7 separate regions of the Mus musculus genome follow, and all the other regions are linked to region 1. Evidence: chromatin contacts called from public Hi-C, HiChIP or PLAC-seq, Micro-C, capture Hi-C and promoter capture Hi-C data. All regions are on one chromosome and are shown on one strand. Each heading gives the region's core, a stretch centred on a gene start, on an enhancer-like site or on the middle of the called end of the contact. The rest is flanking DNA. Distances are from core to core; before and after follow the strand shown. Region 1 holds the start of Prkd3 (protein kinase D3). Region 2 overlaps Atl2 (atlastin GTPase 2). Region 3 has its middle 45 kb from the start of Rmdn2. Region 4 has its middle 17 kb from the start of Rmdn2. Region 5 holds the start of Rmdn2 (regulator of microtubule dynamics 2). Region 6 holds the start of Atl2 (atlastin GTPase 2). Region 7 has its middle 55 kb from the start of Atl2.

Evidence for each region. Promoter capture Hi-C pulls out the DNA fragments that hold promoters and counts their contacts. A called contact is a pair of places that touch in the nucleus more often than the background predicts. HiChIP or PLAC-seq counts read pairs in DNA pulled down with a chosen protein or histone mark. Capture Hi-C pulls out chosen DNA fragments and counts their contacts.
Region 2: a contact with region 1 is called in a promoter capture Hi-C map of liver, with 4 times the contacts expected there. The contact joins the enhancer-like site here to the promoter of Prkd3 in region 1. A contact is called at or near these places in 11 of 39 promoter capture datasets (the 3T3-L1 cell line, 3T3-L1-derived adipocytes, the HPC-7 cell line and 7 more), 1 of 115 datasets of contacts at active chromatin or transcription factors (embryonic stem cells) and 1 of 9 other capture datasets (adipose tissue).
Region 3: a contact with region 1 is called in a Hi-C map of bone marrow-derived macrophages, with 15 read pairs. The contact joins the enhancer-like site here to the promoter of Prkd3 in region 1. A contact is called at or near these places in 24 of 39 promoter capture datasets (the 3T3-L1 cell line, 3T3-L1-derived adipocytes, the C10 cell line and 15 more), 2 of 15 datasets of contacts at CTCF or cohesin (the NIH/3T3 cell line and pro-B cells), 6 of 484 Hi-C or Micro-C datasets (the HPC-7 cell line, bone marrow-derived macrophages, embryonic fibroblasts and 3 more), 7 of 115 datasets of contacts at active chromatin or transcription factors (bone marrow-derived macrophages, embryonic basal ganglia, embryonic hindbrain and 4 more) and 3 of 9 other capture datasets (adipose tissue, liver and macrophages).
Region 4: an H3K4me3 HiChIP or PLAC-seq map of bone marrow-derived macrophages shows a contact between it and region 1, with 6 times the contacts expected there. The contact joins the enhancer-like site here to the promoter of Prkd3 in region 1. A contact is called at or near these places in 21 of 39 promoter capture datasets (the 3T3-L1 cell line, 3T3-L1-derived adipocytes, the C10 cell line and 13 more), 2 of 15 datasets of contacts at CTCF or cohesin (the NIH/3T3 cell line and pro-B cells), 3 of 484 Hi-C or Micro-C datasets (bone marrow-derived macrophages, embryonic stem cells and nephron progenitors), 4 of 115 datasets of contacts at active chromatin or transcription factors (bone marrow-derived macrophages, embryonic hindbrain, fibro-adipogenic progenitors and 1 more) and 1 of 9 other capture datasets (adipose tissue).
Region 5: a contact with region 1 is called in a Micro-C map of embryonic stem cells, with 4 times the contacts expected there. The contact joins the promoter of Rmdn2 here to the promoter of Prkd3 in region 1. A contact is called at or near these places in 15 of 39 promoter capture datasets (the C10 cell line, the SN4741 cell line, cranial neural crest and 9 more), 4 of 484 Hi-C or Micro-C datasets (bone marrow-derived macrophages and embryonic stem cells), 4 of 115 datasets of contacts at active chromatin or transcription factors (acute myeloid leukemia, bone marrow-derived macrophages, embryonic stem cells and 1 more) and 3 of 9 other capture datasets (adipose tissue, embryonic stem cells and macrophages).
Region 6: a capture Hi-C map of macrophages shows a contact between it and region 1, with 4 times the contacts expected there. The contact joins the promoter of Atl2 here to the promoter of Prkd3 in region 1. A contact is called at or near these places in 3 of 39 promoter capture datasets (the 3T3-L1 cell line, embryonic stem cells and pre-B cells), 1 of 484 Hi-C or Micro-C datasets (embryonic stem cells), 3 of 115 datasets of contacts at active chromatin or transcription factors (bone marrow-derived macrophages, embryonic midbrain and kidney) and 3 of 9 other capture datasets (adipose tissue, liver and macrophages).
Region 7: a promoter capture Hi-C map of hippocampal neurons shows a contact between it and region 1, with 3 times the contacts expected there. The contact joins the enhancer-like site here to the promoter of Prkd3 in region 1. A contact is called at or near these places in 16 of 39 promoter capture datasets (the 3T3-L1 cell line, 3T3-L1-derived adipocytes, the C10 cell line and 11 more) and 3 of 9 other capture datasets (adipose tissue, liver and macrophages).

Annotation. Positions count from the first base shown.
Region 1 is chr17:79,019,420-79,022,119 of GRCm38.p6, forward strand. It overlaps Prkd3 (protein kinase D3), which reads right to left and starts at 1,397. Exons shown (of 19, transcript NM_001171004.1): 1 at 1,266-1,397.
Region 2 is chr17:79,864,012-79,866,774 of GRCm38.p6, forward strand. Atl2 (atlastin GTPase 2) reads right to left here. Exons shown (of 13, transcript NM_019717.3): 3 at 1,031-1,165; 4 at 692-796. Among named protein-coding and RNA genes, the nearest start is that of Atl2, 31 kb to the right of the region's middle. Within about 2 kb of position 1,285, at least 11 of the 459 cell types and tissues checked have an H3K27ac peak or open chromatin away from gene starts, as enhancers often do. A contact at or near this core is called in liver, where this site is marked.
Region 3 is chr17:79,568,531-79,571,230 of GRCm38.p6, forward strand. No RefSeq gene overlaps it. Among named protein-coding and RNA genes, the nearest start is that of Rmdn2, 45 kb to the right of the region's middle. Within about 2 kb of position 1,286, at least 1 of the 459 cell types and tissues checked has an H3K27ac peak or open chromatin away from gene starts, as enhancers often do. A contact at or near this core is called in bone marrow-derived macrophages, where this site is marked.
Region 4 is chr17:79,596,925-79,599,631 of GRCm38.p6, forward strand. It overlaps a transcript of Rmdn2 not described here. Among named protein-coding and RNA genes, the nearest start is that of Rmdn2, 17 kb to the right of the region's middle. Within about 2 kb of position 1,452, at least 66 of the 459 cell types and tissues checked have an H3K27ac peak or open chromatin away from gene starts, as enhancers often do. A contact at or near this core is called in 3T3-L1-derived adipocytes, the NIH/3T3 cell line, adipose tissue and 3 more, where this site is marked.
Region 5 is chr17:79,613,836-79,616,535 of GRCm38.p6, forward strand. It overlaps Rmdn2 (regulator of microtubule dynamics 2), which reads left to right and starts at 1,382. Exons shown (of 11, transcript NM_001368314.1): 1 at 1,382-1,533.
Region 6 is chr17:79,894,757-79,897,456 of GRCm38.p6, forward strand. Atl2 (atlastin GTPase 2) reads right to left here and starts at 1,367. Exons shown (of 13, transcript NM_019717.3): 1 at 1,153-1,367. The coding sequence starts at 1,270. It also overlaps a transcript of Gm41625 not described here.
Region 7 is chr17:79,839,670-79,842,369 of GRCm38.p6, forward strand. No RefSeq gene overlaps it. Among named protein-coding and RNA genes, the nearest start is that of Atl2, 55 kb to the right of the region's middle. Within about 2 kb of position 1,377, at least 3 of the 459 cell types and tissues checked have an H3K27ac peak or open chromatin away from gene starts, as enhancers often do.

The DNA of each region.
Region 1 (2,700 bases), core at 147-2,646:
CTCAGGCCCATGACATTTATAAACCTATCCTATGAAGCAAAACCTATTGTAACGGTTCCCGTGAGACGTTTTAAAAATAATATATTTGCAAAAACTTGAAACAACTTTCTGGCTAAACTGCTGTTTTATCCCACCCCAGATTATAACTGGGAGAGGAAATGTTCTTCTAGAGCAAATGTTACTCAGAACTGAGTCTGGCAACTTCAGGGATGCTTTCTTGAAGCAAATCCGTAGGCTTGTCTACCCGCCTGGCATTAAAAGTTTAAACTCCAGCTGAACAAAATCAAAACTGCTAAAACTGCAACATCAGGTACAGAGTAAAAGTAACTTTTTAGTGTAATAACGTTTTTCTAGGACATGGATGAAAGTATCTCAAACTGTTGCTTCATTTGTGCCTACAGGTTTTAAAGGCCCTGTCCTACAAAGTAGTACTTCATGTTGAAACTTATCCTCTTTAATCAAAGATGACACCGATAGTCATATTTCCTGTGGGGACGGGCGTGGTTGAAGGGACAGTTACATCCATGCCATCAATCTGTGTACGGAAAAGTCTGCAGGTCGCCTGTAGCCTGATTTATATTCGTGCTTGCTGACAGCACGGCCTATACTTCTGATTTCGACGATGTGAACTAAAATACCCGACACGCAATCAAGTAATGTCGTGTGTGCTCATTATTATTATTATTATTATTACTATTTTATTGCTCCACACTCGCGGATGTTTCAACTCAGGGCGAAGCTCCCCCAGGGAATGAGAACGACTTGGAGCGAGGCTGCAACAGGCAAGCCTAAAGGCAGTCAGGAAACTGGGGTCACTATCCTCCAAACCCCGGATACTCGCCCCTTCCAGCCCCAGGACCAGGAAAAGTGCAGCAAAGAACCGGGAAGGCTCACTGCACCGTGCCGCCGGCGGCAGGATTAGTTGGCGGGGCTCGGGAGAAAGCGGGTCCCCGAGGGCCAGGGCGCGGTGGGTCACCAGCAGCAGCCGCGCGACTCCAACTTGGCCTCGGCGCGGACCGCGGAACTTGGCCGCGCCGGCGCCCCCGGCCGCCCGCGGAGCACCGCCCCGACTTCCCGCCCAGCCGCGGCCGCCGCCCAGCCCCGCGCGGGTCCGAGTCCCGCCGCCGTCGCCGCGGCCGCCGCATGCGGTGGGGGAGGGGCCGCGCCACCTCAGCCCGACGGGTCGGGAGAACAAAGCGGCAGCGGCGGCGGCGGCGCGAACTTTTTTCGGTGTCTGCTCCGCGCTCCCTCCAGCGACTACTTACAGAGGCGGGCTCGGCTGTTCTGGAGAAAGTCGGCGCGCGCCAGCGTCCGCGTCCCGGAGCAGGAGCCAGCGAGGCTTCACGCGCCTCGCACGAACCCGCCCGCCCGCGCCCCTTCCTCCTGCCCTCCCTCCCGTCCCGTCTCGAGGCCGGAGGGCGGGGGGCCGGGGCGCGCGGGCGGGGGCGCGCGGCCCGCGCGGGGCCTGCCGGGAGCTGTAGTTCCCCGCCGCGCGCGGTTGGTGGGTCTGGCTCCGAGGGGGCGCGCGGAGGCTCTGCAAACCCGCAGAGGTCCCCACCGGGCGCTCGGAGCGCGGGCTTGAGCGCGACTGGAAGGACGCGCTGTACTCGAACCTCTCACTTTGCTGTCCCCCTAGGCGGGCGCTGGCAGTCGGTGACAAGAGGTGACCACCTGAACGCAGCGTCCAGAGTGGAGGACCCTCCTTTCCAAAGTTGTCCCTTTCGGCGTTCCCGGGGGCAGCTGTCACCCAACACCCAGAGCTACACAGACACAGTCCTTCACCGGCGCCACAGCAAAACTTGGAGACGCCGCTTGCACGTGCCTGTGTTTCCTCTTGTGCACCTTAACACTGGTGCGTTGCCCTCTCTACCAAAAGAGCGGTCGACAGTCATGGAACCTCAGAGAGAAGAAGCCCTGTGTGTTAAATTATAAATAGTTGATGAAAGAGAAACATCTGCGCGGTACAGTCACTGACACAAAAACTAGATAGTTCTTCCACGTCGACGTTTTATATCTTCAAAGTAAAATATATTGTCATAAAGGCCACTCGTCTGGATGCAGAAAGCGGGGTGGGGGGCAGCTTTTGAGAACATAGGGGAGAATTAATCTGGGTACAGAATCTGTAATATTAATGGATAGTCCTGGATTTGAAATAAGTGAGACCTCTCCCTGCCCCCCCAGGGATAGAAATGGGAGACCGAACCCACTCACAAGGTCACTGAAGAGCTAAAGCACTGACCATACTACTAGCTGCAGCCTCGTCTCCTAGGGAGTGAGGCTTTTAAAACAAAACTGTGTATAATCTTTTTCTACAGGGAGCGTTAAGGGGTGGGAGGACATTTCGGACATTTCTCTGGAATCGGAAACTGCCAACATCCACTAAAATCTAAATCTGATTACATCTTTGTTCTTAAAGTCTTACCCAGACACCACTCACACTAATGCAGGCAACCCTAACTAAACAAAAAAGGTGTCAAAGGAAAGGGCCCAGTTCAGAAGGGGCTCAATTGAGTAGGGTATGGGTTGTGAATATGATCAAAATGGTGGTGGTGGAGGGCAGGGAGCGAGGGAGGGAGGAGAGGGAGAGAGACAGAGACTCTTTAAATATATTTTGTGATTCTTTTACTTTAAGATTAAAAGCAGATTCATTCCAGTGTACCCTCTTCTTAAGCGTTCCCTTGCCTAACTGCTCTCTTCTTT
Region 2 (2,763 bases), core at 35-2,534, 840 kb after region 1:
GGTCTACAGTATGAGGTCCAGGGCAGCCATGGCTACACGGAGAAACCCTGTCTCAATAAAACATTAATTAATTATGGGGATTTTTAGTTCAAATAATCAAGAACTATCAGAGAAACCAAATAGAAAACTAGGTAGCTGTTTAATTATTTAGTATCTTTGTTTTGTTTTTGGTTAAGCAATCATGTGATTGATTTTAATTACCAACATTATTCAATAACTTTCCCCTAAAACTTTCTTACTTTTGATCTTAGGAGTAGGAACGTTTGCCTGAATGTGCACGGGTGCACCACACACCCCAGCAGCACTTGGTGTTTTAAAAATGAGGACACAGTGGGTAGGAAGTAGGGGATCGAGAAAACAGGATCAAGAATACTGTATGAAAACAGTTACCTGAGAAAAAGGAAAACTCAGAGCACAAAGCTGGGTGGGTAGGAGAGGGGTGGGTCTGGGAGAGTTGGGATGAAATCCTCAGAGAACTAATGAAAAGGCTGTTCTGCGATGAAAGCAGGGGTGGCTCTGACGTAACTTCATCCTTTACATCTAAGGCAAAGTCTATCATCTTACAGCTTAGTATCTAAGTAAGAAGAAATGCAGCCAGCTCTATCGTCTAATCCATTTTCCTTCCATCAAGTCTCTTCCTCGGTGGCTGCACAAAGGTAGGATTTTATGAACTGACAACACGCACGCTCACCTGCACAGAGCTGGTCATAGTGCTCAGAGCAAACACTGTCGCACAGTCTTTAATGGTTGACTGGCTATCAAAGGCACCCTGGGTATCCATTAGCAGCACAGCCACCTAGGAATTCGTTAAATTTAAAATACTTAGTAAAAGAATCACCAAAAATGCCTACAAAAATCATACATTAATAAAGTTCAAAGCAGTAATTAAGTCAAGAAAAGTATTTACATACCATTGTACATTTTAACATATTAATCATTAATAGTTTTGTGTTCTTTTAAATTTTAATACCAGAAAATTGCTCAAGAAAAGAATACAGGAGAAAATAGCAAAGTATAAGTAGAATTTTACTTTTGTTCCATTAGGTCTGTCAATCACAAACACTTCATTCCAAACTTGTATGCCTGTTGTTTCTCTTTCGCAACCACCTCGCCACGTAAAGCCAGTCAAGGGTTCATTGTTTCCACCAATCCAGCTTTGAGAATCCTGTTAAAAATCAAAGAGAAATGTAAAACAAACACAACTCACCCATTTCATAGCTCATAAAGGAGAAGAAGCCAACACCCAGAGAGAGAACACCCAGTCTAGCATTATGCAAACAGTCCTGTGCAGAGTGCTAGGAGCAGTCTCCTCCAATCAGCCTTTGTCACACAGATCGCAGCCTCCACTTAACCTGGCCATCTAGGTAAATGGGCTTATGTGCGCCTACTCCTCCTCTTCTGGCAAGCTTTTCTGTGTTTAAAGATGATAAAATATGGAAGCTACTTTAATATCTTGTTGTATAGAAGAGTAAAACCACGTCCCAGACAGCAGGCAGGACAGTGACCCTCGCCTAGAACAGTGTATACAAAAACACCTCCCACTGCTGGGACTGTCTCCTAGAACTTGTTTGGAACCCGATTCAAGCAAACTGGTTTAAGGGGTAAGGGGTAGGGGGTGGTTTTTAATGAAACAAACAGATATCTGGACTCCTTATGCAATAATGTTAAATGGATATAAACATTTTTCTTTTATTTAAGATATGTTTTCATACACTATATTTATTCTGAACAGGGTTTCTCTGCCAAATTTCCTCCCAGAGCTTCTCCACCACCCGATATCCAACTCCATGGCTTTTCTCTCTCTAGAAAACAAACAAGCAAATAAAAACGACAAAAGAAAGAAAGAAAGAGAGAGGGGGGGAGGAGGGAGGGAGGGAGGGAAGTAAGGAGGGAGGGAGGGGGAAGAGGGGAGGGAGGGAGGGAGGGAGGGAGGGAGGGAGGGAGGGAGGGAGGGAGGGAAAGAAAGAAAGAAAGAAAGAAAGAAAGAAAGAAAGAAAGAAAGAAAGAAAGAAAGAAAGAAAGAAAGAAAGAGGAAAAGGAAAAGGGAAGGAAAGTTAAGGAGGAAAAGAAAAAACAGGAAAAGCACACAAAATGACACTTTTTTGTGCACAAAAAATAGAACTGAGTCTTTAGCTACTAGATGTCTAAATATTTATGGTGAAAAATATGCATCTTCCTGGCAACTGCTTTAAAACAGTCCAAGAAACACATACACAAAGAAATAGATAAAACGAGACCACAGGTCTACAGGAGCATGGCAGTCCATAACACTGTCTGTATTTCTGTAATGAAACCTCTACCTAAGAAGCCCAAGGCGCTGGGTTTGGTCCTCATCACCAGGAAAAGCAGGGAGGGGGCAGGGCTATCTTATAACTCAAGCCACAGAGCTACAACTACTATAACTATACAGTATGGAGCTGGGGTACAGTGCAGTGGGAAAGTACTCACCTATACACAAGTCTTACATTCAATGCCCACTACCATAAATAATATTTATAAATACTGTTAATATACCACAACATAATTGGTCTAGAATACTAAATATGTGATGTCAATGACTAATTGCCATGTCAAGATGCCTACACTTTAAAGTCTACATATTATTCTCAATTTAAAGCATCTCAAAAGAAAATATTTCTTTGTTTTAGAAATTTCTAATAAACTTGAATCTAATCCAAAACAAATTATAAAACCCAAATTAGGGGCAGAGAGATATTGAAGACAAGAGCAGTGGGGGATGATGTGACTGACAAAGGAGACATG
Region 3 (2,700 bases), core at 36-2,535, 550 kb after region 1:
TCTGATGGTTTTTTTAATGGCTAAAAAAGAAGAGATTGGTATATACAGGGAAATGTTTGTATCTTTTGACAATCAGCAGTGCCATCTACTGTCAAGTACTAAAATTAGGAAGTAGCAACTTGTCATTGAATATCTGGGTTTAGGAAGGGAAAAGCAATTTCATGATCTGGGACTTATTAATAAATATAGATTCTTAGTCATGGTTTTATTTTGTATTATATCCTTAAGCAACCTGTATAGTCATATAGTCATATAGTCATTCGTAATTATGTAATGTTGCAGACCTCCACCTTTGGAAGCAGTATTAATTAAAATAAAAATAAACTCAGGGAACAGCTCAATAGCTACACATTTTCTCTTAGGCACAGCCTTCACATCTGTAAGACTTGAACAATTATACTTAGGAAGTGGTTTTGCTAACTAAACAATGGGTAAAATTTACTTCCAAAGCAAGCATAACAAAAACTTCTAGAGTAATATGGTGTCTGCTTGGGAGGATGGTAGATGCCAGACTATGCCAGGAGCCTTCTTCTCAGCCATCTGAGAGATGGATAGTCTCTAAGATGGCAGGTGCCAATGCCAGGATGATGTAGCTAAGCTAAGGCTGGGAGTAGGTCCAGTTATTCACCTGGTTCCACAGTTATTCTCATCTCATACGTTACATCACAAAACAGGACTCAGAATACCCACCTCATAAATCCCAGGGCATGCTCACCTCAGGTCCTCCAACGAAGACTTGCTTTTTACATGTTAGTATGAATTCTGACCTTTGTACTTGGATAAGTGAACCATATTGCAGATTTGGTCTAAGTTTGCTTACTTGTGTTATTAAAAGAATAAGTCCGGGAATCCTCTAAAATAGTTCATCAAGGCAGAGAAGAGAGGCAGGGGCCAGAGGCAGCTGGTGACATTGCATCTTCAGCCAGGAAACACAGACAGCTGGACATTGGTCCTCATGTCCTGTTCTCCGTCATATTCATTCAGAGCCAGGCCCATGGGAGGATGGTGCCCTCAGTTAGAGCCGGTCTTCCCACTTCAATTAACCTAGTCCAGAAGCTCCCTCGTAGGCACAGGCAGACTTTTAGTATCATGTGATTCTAAGTCCCATCAAATGGACAATGGAGATTTGTGATCACAGGGTAGACAGGTGTGAGACTTTCTTCATCATAAAGGGTCATGGCTGACACTTCTGTACCAACAGCAAACAGGCTTAAAGAAAGGAAGCACCAAATGTCTATTTAATAAAATATGGGGGGTGGAAGCTTTGATAATGAAACTCAAGGACTCAGGAAAAAATGTTTTTTCTTCCTCCTCCTCTTCCTCTTTCCCCACTTCCTCTTTCTCCTCCTACTCCTCCTGCTCCCCTCCCCCTCCTTTTCCTTCCCCCTCTTCTTCTCTGCTCCTCTTCCTTCTCCTCCTCCTTTTCTTCTTCTTCTTTGCTTCCTCCAGGTATTGGAGTCAGTTGTGTGTAAATCTGATTGGAGAACAGAATATAATCTGACACCAGTAGACTGATATCAAGTAGGCAGCCAGCAAAAAAGGTCTGTCCTGATCCTTCTTGGCCTAGCATGAAGCACCCTTTCCTCTTGGGTAATCAGAGTCTGCAAGGAAGAGGAGAAAGAAAATTACCTTTCCAGATGTTATGACTTGCTTTAGAGGACAACAACCCCAATTCCTGTGACTTGATTTAGGCGAGAGGATTTGGAGACAGTAGAGCAGGAGAGAGTCATAGAGACTGTCCCTCTAAGTCTAAGGCCTCCTAGTGTCCTTCAGTAGTTTATAATCCTCATCATGCCAAAACACCATAACGAGAGGCACTGCTTTCTCAGCCCTAACACTCCTACGTGCCAGGTAGAAAGTGTTCTAGGTATGAATGGTAAAACAAAGAAAAAGAGAGAAAAGCCCACCACTGTGGCTTTTGGAGTCAGTGAGGGTACCCAAGTGGTAGCAAGGAATCTACCAAATAAGCTAATAAGAACTGCCATAGAAAAACAGCAAAGCTTAGATACCAAGAAGGACAGGCTCAGAATAATCTCTGTGGACCAATGAGCAAGGAGCTGATGACATGAGGGGGGCATGTTCTGGCAAGAATTCTCTCAGAAAGAGGGAGAAAGCATCAGGGTGCCCCATCACAGAGGTACATTTGGCTCAACAAACACCAAGAGGCAGTCCTTTCATTGTGAGTTGTCATATCTGAGAGTTTGTTTGTTTGTTTCCTTTAGGGTGCTCCATGATCCTACAACTTAAGGTACATGTAAGTGCTGGCCATGTCTGTGCATATAGACATACAGACATGATAGACAAACAGTCTGGTTTTACAGTGTGCCTCAGAACATGTAAAGAAAAGTAGCCAAAATAAAGTTGTCTGTGGCAAGGCCATTTCTATATTTATGACAATATGATTTATATTGTTTGAAAATATAACTGGATTTCCAGGCTGAACTGCAGGACCCTACTTAATATCTAAAGAGATGGACTGTGGGCATTTGTAACAGAATACACTGACAAACCAGTATATAGCATGAAGTTCTAAATTCCATTTTTGCTCAGACATTCTATTGCTCTAGGATATATTAAAGAGCAAAGGGAAAATACATTACCTGTATTAGGAGTTGAATGAGCCTTTGTGGGTTGACCTGGAGACCCAACACATACTTATAATATTCTCTCTGTAGGGAAAAAAATGAGTTCTGGGTTTGA
Region 4 (2,707 bases), core at 202-2,701, 580 kb after region 1:
CACTGGACTGGGGAGCACGGAGAGGAAAAGAAAAAGGATAACACTGAAGTGGCTGCTTAAGGGTTCTTTGGAAAGTCAGTTCTATGGTTATTGTTAGGGCAAACACGTGAAGGAATGTTTAGCTGAAGCAGATGTAGGAGAAAAGATGTTCTGTTAAAACAAACTTATGAAAGAACATGTGATGGAAGATTCCTTGTTAACAATACACACACACGTATGTATGTATGTATGTATGTATGTATGTATGTATGTATATTGTTAACAGCAGACATCATAGTCTTCCTCAGAGTTCTGAGGTACTGTGGTAAGCACATGGTAGGTGTTTGATGGCAATCACAGGTCATTAGATTTGAAACAAACTTGTTTAAGTCATGTGCATCACTCTTCATCCCTATACTCCATGAAGGTCCCAGGAATCACATTATCCAATATAAAATTTTTCATAAAAAAAAATCAGAGCGTGTCATACGAATGATATTCTGTAGGATGGGTATGGGTTTCCAACTCTTTCTCACCAGCATAAGAAAATGCCTGACTAAAAACAGTTTAAGATGGGGAGGATTTGTATGGCCCATCGTTTCACTGGTTTGCTCAGTTCTTGGCTTTGTTGATTCCGGGTATATGGTAAGACAGAATATCATGGTTGCAGGGCTGTGTGTAGAATCTTCTTCACTTGATGGTGGACTAGAGGCAGACACAGGGAGAGAGTGCCCCAAGATGGCACGTCCCTGAGAACCACGCTACATCCTATCTGCTAAGATGTCCACTACCCTAGAAAGTGTGCCACCAGCTGAGTGCCAAGCATGCAAACCATGAGTATTTGGGAGACATTCAAACCATAACACTGTGACTCTAAATGTGAGGATGACTTAAAATAAGAGATTAAAATAAACTTCAGCAGTTATGTTACCTCGTCTCCTTTTAAGCTGCTAGGATGTGTTTTATTGATATTGGCAATGATCAACATTTTAAGCCAGGTAGTCCGTGCCTTGTACAATGGCTTCCCTAGACATCAGAATTTGTTCAGCCACATGCTTGACCTCTAGTTGCTCATATTAGTAGACCTCTTCTGTTATGATAAATATATATACCTCTAGAAATTGTGAAATGTTCTTAGGGGCAAGAGGAAAAATTGCCACTGGGTTAAGAATCACACTTAAGGTTTATTAAAGCTTCAATCATAGTCGGGGATAATAAAAAACAATTTCTACTACTACATGGGATTTTGTTTTGCTTTGTTAGTTTACTCAACAACTAATTACTCCACAAATACTACACACAATATTCAGTATACATGTGGAGAACACACTGAGGAGACAGAGGGCTTGTTCTCAGGAGCTTCCCTTATACGGGGAGCCAAATGAAAGAGACAAGTATGCAGCGGATCACCAGCAGAGGAGGAAGTCCAGGGACAGGAAGATAAGAGGGAGGTAAGAGCAGACTGGACACATCTGTCACAGAGTCCAGCCTTCAGTGAGTCAGAGGACTACCATGGGCAAAAAGAAAAGAGGTTCCAGATCTCTCTTGGCAAGTTGGTGGAAGATTTCATAGTATTTTCATATGGTGGATTTTAATAATCTCAATGCATCAAGTGTGTTCCTTTTTCTTCCTATACAATTGATACATTTATCTTAGTCATTGTCATAAAGTTCTAAACAATGTTGTGAAAGAAAAGAAAATCAATATTCTATTTCTATGATGTCAAAAGATGCCCCGTCATTCTGAAGTCCGATATGATGTTAAAGAAAAATTTTAGTTTTCAGGAAAAGAATAATTTATGCCAAGTTAAGTTCTAGCTCTCGGGCAGGGAAGAGCAAACACAGGCATTGAGGTCAGGGTTCACAACAGCACAGTGTGTGATTTGTCTGGAATGCTCTGCAGGCAGGAATTTCCTTGTCATCCCTAGAGGTAGCAAAGCATGAGGCAGGGGACATGCCTATGTTGTGACACTAATTAAACATAAATCATTGAGAGGCTTAATCTCAGCTCAACTTAACTTCCCCCCACCCACCTCATTTTTTTTTCTTCTCAGTTCATTAAACTTGAAATAATACACAATTAGTCTTCTGACACCTACCACAAGATAAATTAATCCTCAGACAGCTGAGTTAAGCACGACGTGAAAAGTTAAATAAAAGGGAGTGTCCCCGAGGATCAGGGCGAGATATTTCACATCTTAAAGTCCAGACAACTGTTCAGAGAGTTATAGGCTCTGGCTTCACTTCTCTGCACATTTTTTTTTTCTTTTCTGGTCTGAGCCATAAGCTGTCTCAGGGAGGAAAAATTTTAACAGTTGGATTTTTGGATGGGGAAAGCAATAATATAACGTTTGAGAATTCTATCTTTTTTTTAATTAATCCATTGCATGTTTAGTTGAGTGCTATGTGACATTTCAACACATCCTGTGATGATCTCATAAGGGTAATTTGCATACTCATCAATGTGTGACTTGTTTTTGAGTCACTGTGACTATCCTGGGATTACTGTGGCTGTGATGAAACACCATGACCAAAGGCAACTTAGGGAGGAGAGGGTTCACTTTGCTCACACTTCTATATAACAGCTCACCATCAAAAGAATTAAGGAAAGAAATTCATAGACAGAAGGAACCTGGAGGCAGGAGTTGATGCAGAGGCCATGGAGGGGTGCATGGCTTGCTCAGCTTGTTTTCTTATAGAACTCAGGACCACCAGCCCAGGGATGGCAC
Region 5 (2,700 bases), core at 132-2,631, 590 kb after region 1:
TTATCCTTTCATGCATAAACTTTTTTTTTTTTTAATTATATGTAAGTACACTGTAGCTGTCCTCAGACACTCCAGAAGAGGGAGTCAGATCTCATTACGGATGGTTGTGAGCCACCATGTGGTTGCTGGGATTTGAACTTCGGACCTTCGGAAGAGCAGTCGAGTGCTCTTACCTGCTGAGCCATCTCACCAGCCCTCGTGCATAAACTTTTAAAGCACAAATGAACCCCGAGGGACAAGGAATGTGTCCAATAGCTTCTCAAGGGAAAGAGATCAAGGTTGGTGGATTTACCAAGACTAGTATAACCCAGTATGAAAGGAACACCATGTAAGAAGAGATGCCGGGTGGTTTGTTTACAGAGGAGAATGACTAGAGACCGGTCCTGTGAGGGTGTGCTGGGCCATGTCTCCAGCTCCAGCATGCTGTGCTTTTAGTAAAATGGCAGAAGCTAGGTTGTAATAAACTTGATTTCACACTAGGAAGTAAAAATTCTATAATGTGAAATTGTTTTCTTCAATTTCCTTCAGTAAAGAATAGTATATTGTACAATCAATCAACCCTGATTCTTTTTACAGCGGTTTGGTTCTTATGTTTTTGATAAACAGGGGTGCATCCATTTTTAATTCTATTCAGTTCATTGATGGGAACTTTAGTAATTAAGACTGTTCTCAGCCGGGCAGTGGTGACGCACGCCTTTAGTCCCAGCACTTGGGAGGCAGAGGCAGGCGGATTTCTGAGTTCCAGGCCAGCCTTGTCTACAGAGTGAGTTCCAGGACAACCAGGGCTATATAGAGAAACCCTATATTGACCCTCCCCCCAAAAGACTGTTCTCATCAAGTCAAAAGTTTAAGTCAACCATGCTCCAAGTGAGAGCTTTACAGAGGGGCATTTAAGCAGTTTTTTAAAAGTTTGACAGAATTATCATTACACAATCTGCAGAGCGTGATGCTGTGCAAACCTTCAACACCAGCCACCTGAATCCAAGAAGACTGGTTTTGAACTGAAAGCAACTCAAAACAGCAGGGGACAAAGAGGCTGGGAATTTGGTTCATAGAACATCAAAGTGAGTTGAAGTCAGGAAAACCAGATGATGGTGCAAGAAGTCTGCGTTTGACTGAAGGAAGGTTAAAAGTTGTGCCGTGGGGGTGGAGGTGAGCTAAGGGCGGGGAGGCCTTGGAAGCCATCGGTGGCAGGGATGGCCCAGTGGATGCGCCGGGTGGAGGGGGGCAGTTGCCTCCGAGGCGGCCTGCGGGGCGCTCTGCGGGGCTCAGCTTTCCGGGTCGAGAGAAGCAGGCCCGGAGCCCGGGGCTGAGCAGTGCTGGCGGCCGGAGGAGGCGGGAGCCCCGGGCCGCTAGCGGCTCCTCCCCCGGCGCCTCCGTTATCTGGGTCAGACACGAAGGCCACCACGCAGGACCTTGGGACCCGCAGGCTGCACAGGGTTCCACTCGGCCATCCTCTCCTGGCTCGCCCGCTCGCCCGCGGGTCCCGGTTCCCTGGCTCCAGCCCCAGAGAAGCCTGCGCAACGACTCCGGGTGCGTACCTAGCCAGGGAAGGGGTACCTGGGCGGGCTGGGCTCGGCAGCCCGGGTCCGACGGGCGGTGGGGCGTGTGGAAGAAGGCGGCGGCACTTCCGGCGGCTGCTCCACTTCCGGGTCGCGGCCTGCCGCCTGGTGACCTGGGGCTGCGGGCACTCCTGGCACCATCCTAGAGGAGCCTGCGCCCTGGAGAGGTGGCTTCCTGACCCCCGAGCCCAGGCGACCACCGGAGGCGGGCACCGCGCCTCTGCTCCTGCCTCAGGCTCGCGCCAACCTTGTTCTCTTTGCGTGCCCCCCAACTAAAAAAGAAAAAAATTTTGATTGTCTGCCCTTTTTTATACAAACATGGAAACTAGACTAACAGCACTACTACTAACATTTGCAAATAAGTTGAATACTAAAAGGCTCCAAATTTAAATTATAGATGAGGAAATGCATGAAAGTCTGATGGAGTGTTAGAATTCAATGGTAAAGTACTTGCATCGCTGAATACATGATAGCCCCAAGAACTCCGTCCGAATGTTGCCTTCCGAAGCTTGAAACTTAAAGCTGATTTGTAAGGCATGTTGCTTGACCCTCTTGGTCGTTTTCGTTCCTCTTGTTTATGGGTTCGAGCTCTTTATGCCTTCCCCTTATCCCAAGGACCAGCTGATGAATTCGTATGAATGTTTCTTAGGAGCTCGTTCTAAACATTCAAGTTACTTTAAGAACATTAATGTCTAGAGGTAAAACTAAGACATGAACGCAATGTTTTCTTTTAAAAGCATTGTGTGTCCTAGTTCCCTTGGAAGTCAACATTTCATTGTTTCACTAGGTGACTCGCTGCTAATAACCTTTGGTTGTGTACTGTATTAATTTTAGGTCATTTATGCAAACATAATAGCTATCCTTTTTCATCGTAAGTGATTTATAACTGGAAGTTTGTAAACTAATAATGTTTTGCTTCCAAAATGCAAACTTGCATCTTAAAATGAGTTGTAAAGTCTGCTCAATAAATTTTAGTTGCCTTATCTGTACTCAGGACAAGAGTATACTACTATAGTCAAGAGTCTAAAAACAATTTAAGTAATTTTATACAACCTTTTAAAGTACACCGTAGGCAAGCAGATTCTGATTTCCAACTTTTATAGTTTTCCTTGTTCATCCGTGTCATATTTCCGATTAT
Region 6 (2,700 bases), core at 117-2,616, 880 kb after region 1:
AAATGTTTTAAATTTTATCCAGTAAAGCCTTTATCAGATTGTGGAAAAGGAAATACAAAAGCGATCTCATACCCGGTGTGTTTACTCTACGCTTATCTTGACCTCAGGTATCTAACCCTAAGCCCTTACGATTTCTAAGCCTTTGAAAAACTTTTCCGCCTTTAACCATCGCAACTCTCAATAAGGACTTCGTGCGTTCAATTCGCACCACGGTGAAAGATCAAATGCTACACTCCTAAAAATAGGGGTGCTGTGAGTGAGAGCAACACACAACACCGCGCTGCCAACGCAACTGCGTCTTCGACGGGGTAGGGGCGCCATGTACACACACATACAGTAGGAGCTCACATTCAGCAAAACCCAGGAACGACGGGATCAGGTGACTTCAAACCAGACACTCTCAGCCTGAAGCGAATGACTCGCAGCCCCAGGGCTCCTAACCCCAGTCTGACAACCGGAGCCAACACTTGCAACCCTGGCCAATCCACGCACAACTCGTGCGAATGGGTTCGGCGGAGCCAAGAGCTGGTGAAGCTGAAGCTGAGCCCGGGCCCCAGCCCTGGCCTGCGGACTGCGGCTCCCATCGGGAAGGAAGGGTGTGTGAGTGTGTGTGGTGTGTGTGTGGAGAGAGCTCTGCGACCTGGCAGCCAGGTGCCAGCGGTTCCCGCGTCCACCGCCACCGCGGGGCCCAGCGCGTCCCGCTCGTCCCTCCCTTCCCGGCCCGCGTCAGGCACCCAGGGCAGTGAGTGCCCGCCGGGTGACCGATCCCGTACCGCCCGCCGACCTCCGCGCGTCCCGGCCCCGTGGCCCCGGCTCAAGGCCGCCCCCTTGGGTCGGGGCGGACACCGCGGCGGCCACGCGGCGGCGGCGGGCAGGGGGCCGGGCTGCCCGTTCCCCCGGCAGCTGGGAGAGCCGAGGCCCGCGGGCCGCCCTCTCAGGCCGCGCGGCGGAGCGTGGGGCGCGGCTGCCGCTAGGCCCTGCGAGCGAGCGAACGAGCGTGCGAGCGAACGGGCGGCCGCGGCGGCCAGAGCCGAGCCGAGCCCAGCCAGCCGCGGTCTTCGACCCCAGCGGGCGACCGGTGCCCGCCAGCCCGAACGGCCGCAGCCTCCCCGACTCCCGGCCCCCCGTGGCCTCGGCCCCTCCGGCCCGTACCTAGGGAGGTCGTAGACGAGACGTGGTTAACTCCGACGCTCGAGTCGCTGGTCTGTCGCCGGCGCCTCAGCCCCTGCTGCGGCTGCTGCCTTCGCGCTGCCTCGTCCCCCTCCGCCATCTTGTACCGATTTAAAATTAACTCCCCACTGACGTCAAACGCCGCCGCCGCTTTATCAACCTCCCGGGAGCCGGCGGGGCGGCCTGCGGGTCCTAGCGCCGCCCTCTGACTTGCGCGGCCCAGACACGCCCAGCCACGCCCATCAGCGCCCTCGCTCCTCCTCCGCCCGGGCCAACCTGCCGCGGAGCTCCGCAGCTCTCAGACTTCTAAGGAAGAGTTGGGGAACCCCCACTGCGGCCGGCGCCATCCCGTCCCTACCTTCCCGCTCTCGGGGCCACACCCCCTTGCCGCAGGGCGGAGAAGGCATCTCCAGTCCCTCCTTTCCCAATTCTCTTCGCATCTCTAACGTTGACTCTGCACGTGAGGTTACATTCGCATCCTTTCCCTCCTAGCTTTCTTACCCCCAGCCCTCTTCCCTGCGAAGCCAGTGCCTGGCTTCTCCTGATATCTTGGCCCTACACAGAAAGGTTTTCTCTTTCCACCACTATCCTACAATTTGTTTGCATTGGCTCCCCATCGCCTTCTGAGGCTACTTTACCCTCTCAACTATGCATATCTGAAACCCAAAAAAATACCGCTCTGATCAGAGAAGGAATTCTAATACATCCTCTCCTAACTGTGATGAACCTTCTTCTGGGGATCCACTGGCATCATGTAGAAAGTTCGAGAAACTTTATAACAGATACGTCAACCTGTGGAGGCAGCTGTGGAACACAGTTCTTAGTCTCATGAATTTGTACCACAACCATGGCTGCAGGAGAAAATCCTTTTCTCTTGAAAAAGTGGGAGCCCAGGTGTCCAAATGATTGTCTTACCCCAACCTCTTAAGCCTATACTTTGCAACCTTTAATTCCACAAAACCTCTAGAAAAAAACCGTTAGTGTCATCAAACTTTGGAGGGCATCATTCCAGATGGGCTTTGGTTGAACTGTCTGGGGATTAAGTCACCTGTTCTCTATCTTTGGAGACACAGATTGTGAGTTCCTTCTGCACTAACTCTGTGTGCTGCTCCCATGTTTCCTGAGCAACCTAGTAAGGGACTTGCTTGATAGTAGGTGTGCTTGCTTGCTTGCTTTTCTTTTCTTTCCTTTCCTTTTCTTTTCTTTTCTTTTCTTTTCTTTTCTTTTTTCTTCTCTTTTTGTTTGGTGGTGGTGGTTTTTCAAGACATAGTTTCTCTGTATAAACCTCTGTATAAGCCTTGGCTATCCTGGAACCCATTTTACAGACAAGGCTGGCCTCAAATTCACAGAGCTTGCCTACCCCTGCCTCTTGAGCGCTGGGATTAAAGGCATGGACCCCCACGCCTGACCTTAGATTTTCTTTCATAATCTCTCTCTGTGATAACTATTGGAGATTGTACACTCCGCGGTGTGCAGGTGCTTGGGCATGAAAGAAGATGTCAAGATGAGGATTTTTGCCTTCAAAGACCA
Region 7 (2,700 bases), core at 127-2,626, 820 kb after region 1:
CCCACTATCTCAGCTATCACCCAGACAATAAACCAGGAGATGAATGTAATTGAATTAGAACATTATATGGAGTCAGAGCTGGGACAACCATGTGGGTCCGTTCCAAGGACCAGAATCCAACAAGGCAAGAAGAGCTGGAAAGAAAGACCCTGAAGAGATCATCTGGGCCTCAGAACTGTTTTCCCCAAACTCCAATTGCACTTCTGGATCCCTGATTTTATTCTGTCATTGGACATCTAGAGATTGTGTCTGGGCATTATACAGATTCTTCTTTGCATTGTTTCTTAAGGGGAATTATAGTAGACTAGGATCCCCTCTTTAAAAGAGCTCCTCCAGCAACTACACCAGGAAAAATCTTTACTTTGGATGAAATGACCCAGAATTGTCCCTGTCTAAAAGAACCACAGAGACAAAAATGGAGAAGAGACTGAGGGAAAGGAGGTCCAGTGACAGCCCACCTGGGGATCCACCTCATGGGAAGGCACTAAGGCCTGACACTGTTACTGATGCTCTGGTGTGCTTACAGACAGGAGCCTAGCGTGGCTGTCCTCTGAGAGGCCCAACCAGCAACTGACTGAGACAGACCCAGATACTTACCCAACCGCTGGGCTGAACTTGGGGATCCCTATGGTTGAATTAAGGGAAGGATTAAAGGAGCAGATGAGGAGGGCAACCCCCTAGGAAGACCAGCAGTCTCAACTCACCTGGACCCCTGAGAGTGCCCAGACACTGAACCACCAACCATGCAGCAAACATGAGCTGGCCTGAGGCCCCCAGCACTATATAACAGAGGACTGCCTGGTCTGGCCTCAGTGGGAGAAGTACTGAGTCCTCAAGAGACTTGAGACTCCAGGGAGTAGGGAGGCCTGGTGGTGGGGGAGCATCCTGTCAGGCACAGGGGGGAGGAGGAATGGGGTGAGGAATTGTGGGAGGGGGCACCATGACGGGGGGGGGGGAGCAACAGCTGGACTGTAAGTAAATAAGTAATTTTTAAAATAAATAAATTAGAAATATATGTTTTCTGCCAGGCAGTGGTGACGCATGCCTTTAAACCCAGCACTTGGGAGGCAGAGGCAGGCAGATCTCTGAGTTCAAGGCCAGCCTGGTCTACAGAGTGAGTTCCAGGACAGCCAGGGCTACACAGAGAAACCCTGTCTCAAAAAACAAAAACAAAAACAGAAAAAAGAAAAAAGAAAAAAGAAATACATGTTTTCTGATCTGATGTCAGAACAATTAAAATCAAATAAATAACAAGCACAAATACAAAGCCAGATTCTAGTTTCTCTCCAAAGCTGAACAAAGGTACAATCTACTATATGGAAAAGGCTAGGCGACAGTGAATAATTTCATAAGCAGGCTTCGTCTGTCCTCTGCTGGGCTCGAGGTGAATTACAGCCCTTGCTACAACCAGAAAGGAATGGTGAGGTTTGGCTGGTTAGCGGCCTCCTAAGCAGGAAAGCAAAGGCTCAAAGGAATGGTTCTCAACCTTCCTGATGCTGTGACCCTTTGATGTTGTGGTAACCCTCCAACCATAAAATTATTTTTGTTGTTACTTCATAATTGTAATTTTGCTACTGCTATATAAATCATAATGTAAGTATTTGTGTTTTCCGGTGGCCTTAGGTAACCTCTGTGAAAGTCTTTCAACACCCCCACCGAGGAGAATTCGACCCACAGGTTGCTACCCTAACGAGGAGTCATGGACATGTGGCTCACTAATGTGTCCCCCCACACACATGTAGCTTAGTGTCTGTGTTACATTTAATATATGTTCTGGGTGAATGAGTGAACAAGAAAGACATGCTTCCAACTCGGAGCAGGTGTGGAATTGTGAACCAAAAAAAGGAGGGGGAAGGGGAGGGGAAGGAGGGGGGGAGGAGGGAGGAGGAGGAAGAAGGAAAGAAGTTAGGAAGGTAGGAAGGAATAGGAAGGAAGGAAGGAAGGAAGGAAGGAAGGAAGGAAGGAAGGAAGGAAGGAAGGAAGGAAGGGAAAAACAGAAAGACAAACATATTTTACAATGTTGTTATTCATACATGCTTAGAAATAACCTGGTGCAGCCCAAGAAGAAGGAAGACTAAAGTGTGGATGCTTCAGTGCTTCTTAGAAGGGAAAACAAAATACTCACAGGAAGAAATATGGAGACAAAGTGTGGAGCAGAGACTAAAGGAAAGGCTATCCAGAGACTGCCCCACCTGAGGATCCATCCCATATACAGTCACCAAACCTGGACGCAATTATGGATGCCAGGAAGTGCTTGCTGACAGAAGCCTAATATGGCTGTCTCCTGAGAGACTCTGCCAGAGCCTGACAAATACAGAGGTGGATGCGCGCAGCCAACCATTGGACCAAACTAGAGGTCCCTGATAGACGAGTTGGAGAAGGGACTGAAGGAGCTGAGGGGGTTTGCAGCCCCATGGAGGGAGCAGCAGTGTCAACCAGCCAGACCCCCTAGAGCTCCCAGGGACTGGACTACCAACCAAAGAGTACACATGGAGGGACCCATGGCACCGGCCACATATGTAGCAGAGGATGGCCTTATTGGCATCAGTGGGAGGAGAGGCCCTTGGGCCTGAGGGTGCTCGATGCCCCAGTGGAGGGGAATGCCAGGGCGGGAAGATGGGATTTGGCGGGTGTGTGAGGGAGCACAAAGAGGCAGGGGAGGGGGATGGAGTAGGGGGTTTCAGAAGGGGAGACCTGGAA